2 separate regions of the Zea mays genome follow, and region 1 is linked to region 2. The links are chromatin contacts, called in public Hi-C maps. All regions are on one chromosome and are shown on one strand. The core of a region is the stretch at or near the end of the contact, and the rest is flanking DNA. Distances in the headings are between cores, read along the strand shown.

Region 1 (5,248 bases), core at 1,313-3,812, 180 kb after region 2:
ACGCATCGTCATATATATACAGCATGATCCAAGAAATTTATTTATTTTTTCTGAAGCATGCATGTTTTCATGCCTCAGCAAAAAAGTTATGATGTGTTTGATTTGTAGAGTCACTTTATGCCTCATGAGATGATGCATCATAAGTTCATTCCATCAATTTTGGTGGAATCAATCCACTCCTCATTTATATACTAATTATTAGCTTATGAGGAATGAGATGATGATGGATCAACTCATTCTATTCCACAAACCAAATAAAAAAGTGAGGAGTGAGAAGGAGATGAATCACTTCAATCCTCAAACCAAACACACTATTAGGGTCTGGTAGGAGTATTTTTATAGTTCTGACGCAATACTAATAGTTCTGAAGCTTAGACCCTAACTTAAAATACTAAACTCCTATCAAATACTCCTACTATAGTATTGCTTCAGAACTATAAAAATACTAAGCTTCCAAATAGGGCCTTAACGTTTAAGAACCGAGCCAGCAGGATCTATGTTGGTTCCTTGTAAGAATATTACAGGCCGGAAGAGCTGCACTGCTGCAGCATGCAGGAGTGAGCAATGGAAGCAGAGAAGCGAATCAGAATATCAGGTGTGGCAGCCTGCGGGCAGCAGCGAAGGAATTGCACAAGAACCAAGCCAAGAATGATAGTAAATACAGCTGCTGCAGACATGAGGATACAGCAGTGGAGTGTATAGATATCCATGGAAAAGCATCTGATGTTTAGGAAAAAGAGTAGGGTAGGGTCTGATCTGACCTGATCCAGTCATCCATTAACTGCCTCTGCTACGGTGCTTCCTTGCTTTGGGGGGAGAGCCTTGTGAAGTTGCCCGGAGAGGGGCTACAGTGCTTCGAGAAACCAAAACTACAAAATTACCTGACCCAAACAGTAAGATATGCAAACATTGGGGGCTAACTGATATCGTATGCAGACTTGCAGAGTGAACAGTGCAGTTCTTAAATAATTACTGAATTTAGTCAGAGATGATTCAGAATATGTACATTTATAATGAGCAAGATCGATATCATATCCTCGGAACAAAGATCAAATCAAGAAAAGAGAAGAAACACACATTAGTTACGGAAAGCACAAATGAGCTAATATGATTATATGAGCAGGATATCATCAAGAAATACCAATTCATCAACAATTACACATGCAGATGCAGTACTGGAGCCATATCAGTTCGTGTGTCAGTGCCCCATCAGTTCCTCGACCCAATTTCTCCTTCTTTTTGCTAGAGGATGTTGATTGTCTTCACAGTCCAAGATCCAAACAGCACACGTCCTTCCCTGCCGTCGAGGAGGATGTTGACGACGATGGCGAGGGCAGTTGCAGAAGCGTCGTCGACGCCGCCCGGCCCCGGGGGACTGTGGCGCTGTCTTCGGCGTCCGGCGGGCAGTCGAGGTTCACCCCGAACAGGCGGACGCGCTTCGACATGGTCGCCTCCACCGCGGATGCAGCAACGTGCACGGGGACCGACTTGAGCACTACGGCGGCCGGCACCTGCGGCCGCAGGAACAGCACGTGCCGGTTGGGCGCCGGAGCCGAGGCGCCGTAGTCCTGCCACGGGCAGATGGGCACCGACGGCAGCGGCAGGAGTCGCTGCGCAGACGCCAGCGTCGGCTGCAGGAACGCGAGATCCTGGCGACGGCGGCGGAAATCGATGAAGAAGCGGCCGCGCGCGCCGCCCGCGCCGCGCGCGAACAAGACTGTGTCCCCGGCACCGAGGCGCTTCTCCTTCACGAAGCGGCTCCAACCTTTGGTCATCACGTAGCTCTGGCTGCTGTTCCAGTACGAGTAGCGGAAGCGCCACGCCTTCCCCGCCCGGTCCTCGAAGCTGAGCACCAGCCCCTTCCCGCCTCCCGCGGCTGCTGCCGCCGCCGCCGCCGCGGCGGACGAGGCGTCCAGCGCGGGGAAGTAGCGCTCCGCGTGCTGCTTTGGGATGACCAGGCGATTGAGCTTCCCCACGTCGCTCGGGGTGACCACCTTCTCGAACATGTGCTCCTTCTCCACCCAGGCCACGCCGCCGCGAGGCCTCTCGGAATCCTCAACGACACGGGCATGCGCATGCGCGGGCGTGAACTCCATGGGGCTCCCCGCTCACGCTTCTCGAGCGAGCTCCGGCTGCTGCTACAGCTGTTGACTATTGACTAGTATGCTATTTCAGGGATCTGGTGGAGTATGTAACAGTACTATATGCCACAACTATTTTAGGAGGGGGTTTAGGGTTAGATTAGCTCAATATTATATGTGGATGCAGCTCTGTCGAACTTCCTAGGATAGCAGGTGGTTGGCTAGCTGCTGGATAAAGAGTGCTATTTGTTCTTGTAACAGGACAGGACTGGTGATCAAAGGATACTCCGATAAAGGCCGGGGAAAAATGGTGTGTTTGGTTTGCAATTGTGAGATCTTCAGCAAAGGCGCTGTGGTTGTAGATCAGTAGGCTTCAGTTTACATGAGACATGGAGGGGAAAAGGTTGGGAAGAGAAATACAAAGCAAGCCCCAGCTAGCTTTCTTAAAGAGGAAGATGAAGCGGCATCTAGCATCCTACTACTAGCTGAGGCCGGTGGGAGAGGAAGAGGAGGGGCGAGAGCGAGAGGGACTATAGGCCGTCGATGTGAGGGGTGGGGCCCACGAGCGACGAATGATAGGGCTTGAGATCATGTGAGTATGCATGTCACTCTCAGCTCAACCTATTGGGATCCCCCCACCTCTCTAGCTAGCTCCTCCATCCATGGATGGATGGATGGAGATGATCTCGCGGCTGCAGTGATCCAGCAATTGCGTGTTGACACTTGACTGTATGAATGATGAGATGCAGGTAGGGAAAATATCTTCTCCTGCAGTGATCGGTAGGTCGTGGCACAGAATAATGGACAGTACTACTCCATTTTCTCTTCTTCTTTTTTTAGTTTTTATCAATGCTTTGATCTATATTCATTGATCATGAGATTGCTGTAGCTACTGTCCTACTGAGTTCTGCAATGCCCAGCTTTACATCTTCTAGCAGCTAGTAGAACTTTACATCTATTAGCATAGAAGAAGCAATTAACTGCAACAGGTTCCGACCTGCCGTAGTGCTGTACATCCTCTCTATAGCAGCTAGAGCTTCACACAAAAACATGTGCAGCTGTTGCAATGGTGGTGTTATATAGTCTGAGCTGTGCGGCGAGCACAATCGAAATTGCATACATATGCATATGCTCATTTTTTATCACTTCTCCTGAATTTCATGCGCTTGGTTTCCATTGCTGGCAACCACGGTTATACAAAGCAAACCATCTGATCCATTAGATCATGATCATTGATTCAATCGTATATCACATTTAACACTTAAATCCTTCCACCAAAAGGCCAAGTATCTTTATAAAAGAACCCTAACAAACCATGACCGCATCTATCGTTGGATCATAATCTAATGGATCAAATGATTCGCTTGTATGCTTGCATATAGGGACTGCTTGCACAGCAATCGTTCTCTCCTTTGCGTGTTGATATATATAATTTTGTCATTGTTTAACTACAAAAAAATGTCAGTCGTGGGAGTTGAAGTTGGTCAACGTGCGGTCTTTCATCAAGAGTTCAAGACCATACTTTTGATGTTGGAATAAAAATTGGTTGGCACCTTCACCTGCTTTAGATACATGCAAAACGTTGGCTGCTCTTCATCTATTAGGTTGTAGGTCGCGGCTGGTAGTTCAACTTTCCCATTCCCATGTTGTCTCAAGTGAAGTTCTGGCCTTATGCTGAGGTTGACAAGATCAGTGCATGACTTGAGTCCATCCTTGGTCTTTGTCTTCATGTCTAGCAACACGCTGATAATAGTTTCAAAGACATTCTTCTCTACAGATGCATACAGTCTATTGTGTGGGGCGCATGTAGCTCTTTCCAGTACGATAAGTGTTTGAAAAAGATTAGTTGTTTCTTAAAAAGGAACGAATACTGATGGTTTCTCCATTTCATCCAACTTTCTCTTCTTCCCTTTCATGGTCTCGTCATTCTTCTTCTTTTCGAACTCGATATGATCCATGTCCTTCACCATCTCAAACACCTTTTCCCCATACTCCGTCTTCTTTGGCTCATCAAGTTGTGGCTCGTCATTGTTGTCGAAGTACCTATTCATCGTAGCTCTTCGGTACCTATGCCCTTTCATGAGGAATCGTACGTGCCTCAAGTACACAGTCTTGCAAGATCCCTTGAGATAAGTGCAGCAAGTATTGTCAAGACAAACTATGCAACTGATCTTTCCTTTGATCTTCCCTGACAACGAGAAAAGACCAGGGTAGTCAGTGATGGTGACAAAGATGATGGCTTTTAGAGTGAACGACTCCTTGGTGGATGGATCCATCATATCGACCCCATTTTCCCATAGTGTTTGCATGTCCTCCATTAATGGCTATAGGAACACATCTATATCATTAATAGGCTGCTTCGATCCTGAAATAAACATTGTCAACAAAAGATATTTGCGATTTTGACATAACCATGGAGGCAAGTTGTAGATGGTGAGGATGACCGGCCAAGTGTAGTGGGAGATGCTGAGTTCACCGAACGGATTCATATCGTCGGTACTAAGCCCAAACCTGATGTTCCTAGCCAATTCGCCAAACTCCTGGAACAAGTTGTCGAAACATTTCCACTGGCAAGCAACAGAAGGGTGTCGCAGCTTGCCATCGTCCTTCTTGCGGTCATCTAAGGCATGTCAGGATATTAGCTTGGCATCCTCGGAGTTCCCAAATAGAGCACACAAGCGATCAATTATGGATAGATACCACATCAACAATGCAGGACTCCTCCTCAGTGTGTAACCCTCTTCATCCTGAGGCGGGTAATTCTGATTGGTCTTCTTCGTCATACTTGAGGGATCATCTTCCATGCGGTAGCTAGCATTCGTCTTCCATCGACTAGTGTTGTAGTGTGGAGAACTCTCTAATTTCTCGTACTCACCTCGATATAGTATGAAGTGGTTAGGGCAGGCGTCAAACTTCTTAAGTTTCATTTCCATTGGGCGGGTCAACTTCTTTGCCCAATAAGTATACACAGGAACTTTGTTACCCTCAGGAAAAGCTTCAACAAGTACATATAACATCTCGTTGAAGCCAGTGTCTGAGAAACCATGACGGTCCTCCACTGTAAGCAACTTGAGATTAAAATGCAGTGATGTCATATGCTTCGGACAATCGATATTCTCATAGAGCGGATCAATTATTGATGGCTTCATCTCTCTAAAATTTTTGAG
Region 2 (5,764 bases), core at 2,397-4,896:
ATCTAGGGCATCATCCAGGTCGCGATCAGATTGCGAGAGAATTGCCCGCATCTTCACCTGCCACAGCGAGAAACGCGTGTCGAGATCCAGCAGCGGAAGATCGTACTTCATTGTCGTCGACATCCGTGCGCCGGCAGGAAACCCTAGCACACCGATCACCAAACAACCAAAGCTCTGATACCACTTGTTATAAATAAATGCGACACAAATAGGATCAATCACAGAGTAGACACGGATTTAACGTGGAAAACCCCTCCAAAGTGAAGGGGGAAAAACCACGGGCGCCGGCCGGCAACTTCTCACTATTTTTGGGTGGTTACAGATCGCAGGAGATTTACAATAGAGATATATATCTCCTGCGGCTTACAAAGATATTTATAGAGGTGAAAACCCTAAAACGATCCGTACCGCGGGGGGGGGGCTCCGCCCCCCGCACCCCCCCAGGCGTCCCTGGGCCGCGGGAAGGCCAGTTGGCCTCGCTGCGCTCTGGCCCAAGCCTCCCGGCGACGGGCCTCCGCTTCGCTCGCCAACTTGGCCGCCTTCTTCAGAATTTGGATCACAAACTCAACACCATTCATGGACATGATCTTATGTGTAATTGGTCAATCTATTTCTAGATGTACACAAGACATGAGAAGCTCACGAGCAGCATAATATACAAATTATTTGGCTTTAATTTTTTCTTCACAAGAAGCTGGTTATTACAAGTGAATATGCATGGTCACAACATGGCCAATAACAACGTGGTAGAGTGGCATGGCATATGGATCGCAGGCATGATATTGGTAACTTTTCGTAGTTTGTTTCTGATGGCACCAAGTCCACCAACGGATGTTGGCACGATGACGAGGCGCTGGTCTCAGTGACTGCTTGAGGTAGTAATGGCTCTAACAGACAAAAACAATATATTTACGACTTTGATGACATTTTTAGAGAAGAGAAGAAGGTACAAATACACAATACATTGCATATGATGATCTAGAATTCTAAATTTATAAGAGGTAAACAATTTGTACTTAATTTGGACAAGAGTTGACCAAGACATGGAGCTCATTAAGAGGATTCTAAAACGATTTGACCTAAATAGAAATATCATGGATATGATTAGGAGTGGCAATGAATCACGATCCAAATGTTTTTCCATAATTCGTTTGAGCCCTTAATTAATTTTAGTTTAAAAATGAATAGAATTAGAGCTCAATTATAATATGATCTAATCCTTAAATTTTATAGTATAAATTTTAGAGGCTGTTGCCATAGTTGATTGATTGTGAGCTTGAGGTATGACTAGATAAAAAACATTATCTAGTCATTAATTGCTCATAGCTGATTGATTGTGAGCTTGAGGTATGCATAGTTAAAAACATTATGATATCAAAGTATGTAACTCACTCTCGTCTCATGCTAAAGATGTTTCACAAGGCTGCTAAGGTATGCTGAAGGGCCTATTTCTTGGAAGCAGAAGACTTCCGTTGCTGAAGTTCAATATTTATCCATTGCTTTATCACCAATATATTTGCATTAGTTCCAGAAATCAATAAGGGCTAATCAATCTGGGGAAGATATTTTATAGGTCACTTGGAGCAGTTTAGAGCTTGTTCGGTTATTCCTACGCAATATAGATTGGATGGGATAGAATAATTTCAGTGTGGTGCACTAATATGTTATGCTTAGCTTTTTTTAGGAAATATTATTATTTTCTTACTGTTTGCTTCATTCTGCAGCCTCCAGAAAACAATTGACCGCTACAGGACATACACAAGGGAAAATGTCAATAACAAGACTGTTCAACAAGATATACAGGTGAAGTTCTCCCAGTATAGTATGTATGACCTACCTGGTTTTGATCATGACAGACATGAGTTACTACTAGTACTTACACGATCGGATATCTGAAGTGATAGACTATTTTTCTTCTTTCTGTACTGATGAGATGTTTTTGTTCGGAAGATACTTAATTTGCCCATTATTTCAGATTCTATTACTTTTCATGTGGCTGATTGTATATACTAAACACATCTTTTGACTGTTGCATCTTCACTTATTACAGCAAACCAGAAAGTGAATTTGCATGAGCGTTTTTAATATATATAAACCACAACGAAGATGGATTAAACGCTTAACTGAAGAGTTAGGAATAAAGGCAACATTTTCATGTGAATACTTTTACCTCCAAAGCATTAAAGTCATGTTATACAGCATCACTTCAAAACATGGGTAAAAGTATCTTCTTGAGGTTATTAGGCCAGTGCTCTCAATATAAGATGGAACTTGCATTAGATATTTGGGGTTTTACACTTAGGACAGAACGTATGTGATGGCGCACTTAGCTTTTAACATTCAATCATCTGAAAGTGCAGCAAGTCAAAGCAGATGCCGTAAGCTTGGCAAGTAGACTCGAAGCCCTAGAAAAGACCAAACGGTGAGCAATCATGTATTTCACTAAAGATTAATGACATTCCTCAGAGCAGAACGGCCATCAATTCACCGCCTTGACATGAGTTGCAGAATGTTTCTGGGTGAAAATTTAGAAGAATGCTCCATTGAAGAACTGCATAATCTGGAGGTTAAACTGGCGAAGAGCCTTCACGTCATCAGAGGGAAGAAGGTAAGTAAATGCCACAGTTGTCACATAAACCCTAGTCTCTAAAATTTCTGCGTATTACGATAACAAAGAAACTGTTCGCCCAAGTTGATATGCACGTCCTACCTTTTGTTTTCACAGACACAACTGCTGGAGCAGCAGATATCCAAGCTGAAGGAGAAGGTAAGATAACGCATAGAGCCCAGACCCCAGAGTATCCTGAAACTCTTAGTGACCAATTCCTGACCTCTGCTGTTCCTTGTACAACTTGCAGGAGAGGACCCTGCTCCAAGACAACAAAGAGTTGCGGGATAAGGTAAATCAAACGAACACAACATTGAAAACCGCAGAGAAGGCATGTAGGGTTTTTTTAATAACATTGCAAACTGTAAATTAAACTCTTAACGTTAACATGATATGCGCAAGAAAGACAGTCTCACAGCCATCATGTGTGGTTTTCTAAAACTTAACGTGCTGCCTGTTCTGTTCTTGTGGCTTCAGCAGCGCAACCTCCAGTCTCCACCGGAGGCGCCACCGGACCTGAACCGCTGTGTCCCTCCTTGGCCGCGTAGCCTGCCGGCACCGAGCAATGACATGGACGTGGAGACGGAGCTGTACATAGGATTACCCGGCAGGGAGCGCTCCTCCAACCGGGACTCTGATTGAACCACGGATTTTCAGTTCGATCGGCTAAAAGGAATAAGCTCCCTGAAATTAAAGCATCGAAGGGCACACGTCAATGGTTTTATTTGCAACTTTTGTATGCAAACTTGTACTTGAAAAGTAAAAAAAATAAAAATAAATCTGTAGTATGTGGATGCAAGAAACGGCTGGTTAGCTAGCTGCAAGCCTTCTGGGGCCTGAAAATGAAATCCACCCATGGATACACCCAACCAAGCTTGATGCGCTACTTTTCTTATACGCAGCTGCCGAAGTCTTTAGAGTTCACTTGGCATATCGCATGCGACGCCGACAACTCGCTCGGGCTACACGTGTAGTGTTATTGTAACGCAAAGGGTGAAAGGGATACCTGGACACTGGCACTGCTGGGATATGTAAGCACAATTCCGCTGGAGCGGGCCGATTTCGCGGCCTGCCACTGCGGCATTTTTTTTTCCCGATGTGAGCCAAGCTGCCCTTGAGAAGAAGGACAATCCATTTTCCGATCCGAAAAAGTCTGATTTACACCATGAACTATCTAGGGGTCTACGTAATCAATCCAATCCATTTTTCGTTCGATTTTTCTCACTAATCTAGGGGTCTACGTAATCAATCCGCCTAAGAGGGTTGACATCTGAGTCCATGTATTTAGTATCTAATCTATATTTGTATTCATATAATTAAAGTTCAATATTTAAGACGTTGATATCCATTCAAATCTTATCCGACACAACTCGAGAAAATATAAAAACACATATAAAACGAGTAATATCTATCCGTATTTGATTCGATTACATCAGTACACTAATCTATAAAACTAGTTTCCTAAGAGCATTTTCAAGGGACTCTTTATTTTTTATTCTCTATTTACCTCTCCATAAAGATTAAACTATATATGTAGCATCTCATTTCAAGACTCTTCAACATGCAAGTTAGTTTGGCTAATGAGAGAGCTAATTTAGAGAGTCAGAAGCTTCACGATTTAGATGCCTAGGCTGTGAAAAGTTATTTTACTATTAAGTAGCTAGAATTTAGCTTGAGAAGATATTTGGCTAGTGTCTTGATATGCTCTAATCCTCTTAAATTTTGAAAAAAGGTCACTTTGTTATCATAACGGTTTTGACGACAGTGTCATTGATGTGGCGTCGTATGAAATCGGACTAAGTTGAAAGTTAAGAAAGTAAATCGAATTCAATTTTTTTTATAAAAAATGCTAAAGAATAATAAAAATATATTCAAACATTTTTTTACATAAAAATGATGCAATTTTAAAAAAAAACTTAAACCTGGTTTAACCTTGAAAATTCATAGATAATTTATTTTAGCTCGATTACAAAACTTGTTTCAGATTTTTCTAAAATCATGCTCTAAAATTATTTAAATTTTAATAGACTTATTTTAGTGTTTATTTGCTAGTACAACTTCATGTATCTATTACAATTAGTCAACATTGATCATCCGAAGTACAAAGAAGCACTACTAAAGCATCTACGACGTTGTAGTGAACACTAGTCTCCTACGTTAGATAGATTTTCAAAGTAGTTTAAATTAAGTTTTAATGCAATGAATTATGGAGCATAATGCGCCAAGAAAATCTAGATTGTAGAACATGTGTCATGATATTTGTCAAGTGGCATGGACAAGACATTTAATGCTAGGCACCATATTCTAGAACACCATTTAGAAAAAAAATCTAAAACTATTTTCATGGTTTATGCAACAATTCTTATTCCCTTAGAGTTTTATTTACTAAAGTATTGTTACATCTCCAAATAAAATAACCAATCCTCTACTAAAAGAAAAGAGAAAGGAAACTAGAGAGAGGAGAAGAAATGTAACACCTGAATTTGATAGTTACTGTTAAGTAACCCTAGTTAGGGTTATGTGGGCAAATACCGGCTTTGCCCGGGTCTCACATCTCTATATAAGGAACCTGTACACCCCTTCATGTAACACACTTCATGTAACACAGATCAAAAAGAGGCCAGAGGCCCAACCCTATATCATGTGTCTCGTGTGTTTCCTCTGTCGTGCTTATGGGAAGGGAGACGGGTTCTCTACAGCTTCTCGCGCCTCTACTGCTGACGGGAGGGAAGAGAGCGGATCTGGTGATCCGTGGTAACGTAGTTCTCAATACGTTATCAGCACGCTCTACCTCGACGTTGCTGCGGGATTAGATTTGCATCAACTCTCCGTCAAGTCGGCAGGTCCTCCGGCCTAGCCGAACTGTCCTACGCGTCAGGCTTCGATTTTTCCTCTACGTAATGGAACGGTATATTTACTGTTCTTAATATGTTAATGTGCACGAGCTGTGATCCATACGCGACGAACTGCCATTACCGTCGTGGTGTTGTGCTCGCACCGTGCCAATGCGTTGAGGAAGGGTCATTCTTGGATCTTCTTTGACTGTGGTGGCTTCGGTTTGCTCCTCAGTTAGCTTTAGATCTGGAAGCTTTGTTTTGGTGGACGGCAGTAAAAACAGATCGTCAACCAGATACATTTGAGTCATCCGCGTTTCTT

What was found. A called contact is a pair of places that touch in the nucleus more often than the background predicts.
Region 1: a Hi-C map of ear shows a contact between it and region 2, with 3 times the contacts expected there. The contact joins the promoter of LOC103639087 here to the enhancer-like site in region 2. A contact is called at or near these places in 6 of 25 Hi-C or Micro-C datasets (ear, leaf and tassel).

Annotation. Positions count from the first base shown.
Region 1 is chr9:131,279,931-131,285,178 of Zm-B73-REFERENCE-NAM-5.0, forward strand. LOC103639087 (putative B3 domain-containing protein Os10g0537100) reads right to left here and starts at 2,563. Exons shown (of 1, transcript XM_008661883.3): 1 at 959-2,563. The coding sequence starts at 2,096. The coding sequence ends at 1,263.
Region 2 is chr9:131,101,730-131,107,493 of Zm-B73-REFERENCE-NAM-5.0, forward strand. It overlaps LOC100382583, which reads left to right. Exons shown (of 8, transcript NM_001175313.1): 3 at 1,725-1,803; 4 at 2,361-2,422; 5 at 2,509-2,608; 6 at 2,726-2,767; 7 at 2,859-2,900; 8 at 3,086-3,446. The coding sequence ends at 3,250. Among protein-coding and RNA genes, the nearest start is that of LOC118473393, 25 kb to the left of the region's middle. Within about 2 kb of position 3,647, at least 10 of the 20 cell types and tissues checked have an H3K27ac peak or open chromatin away from gene starts, as enhancers often do. A contact at or near this core is called in ear and tassel, where this site is marked.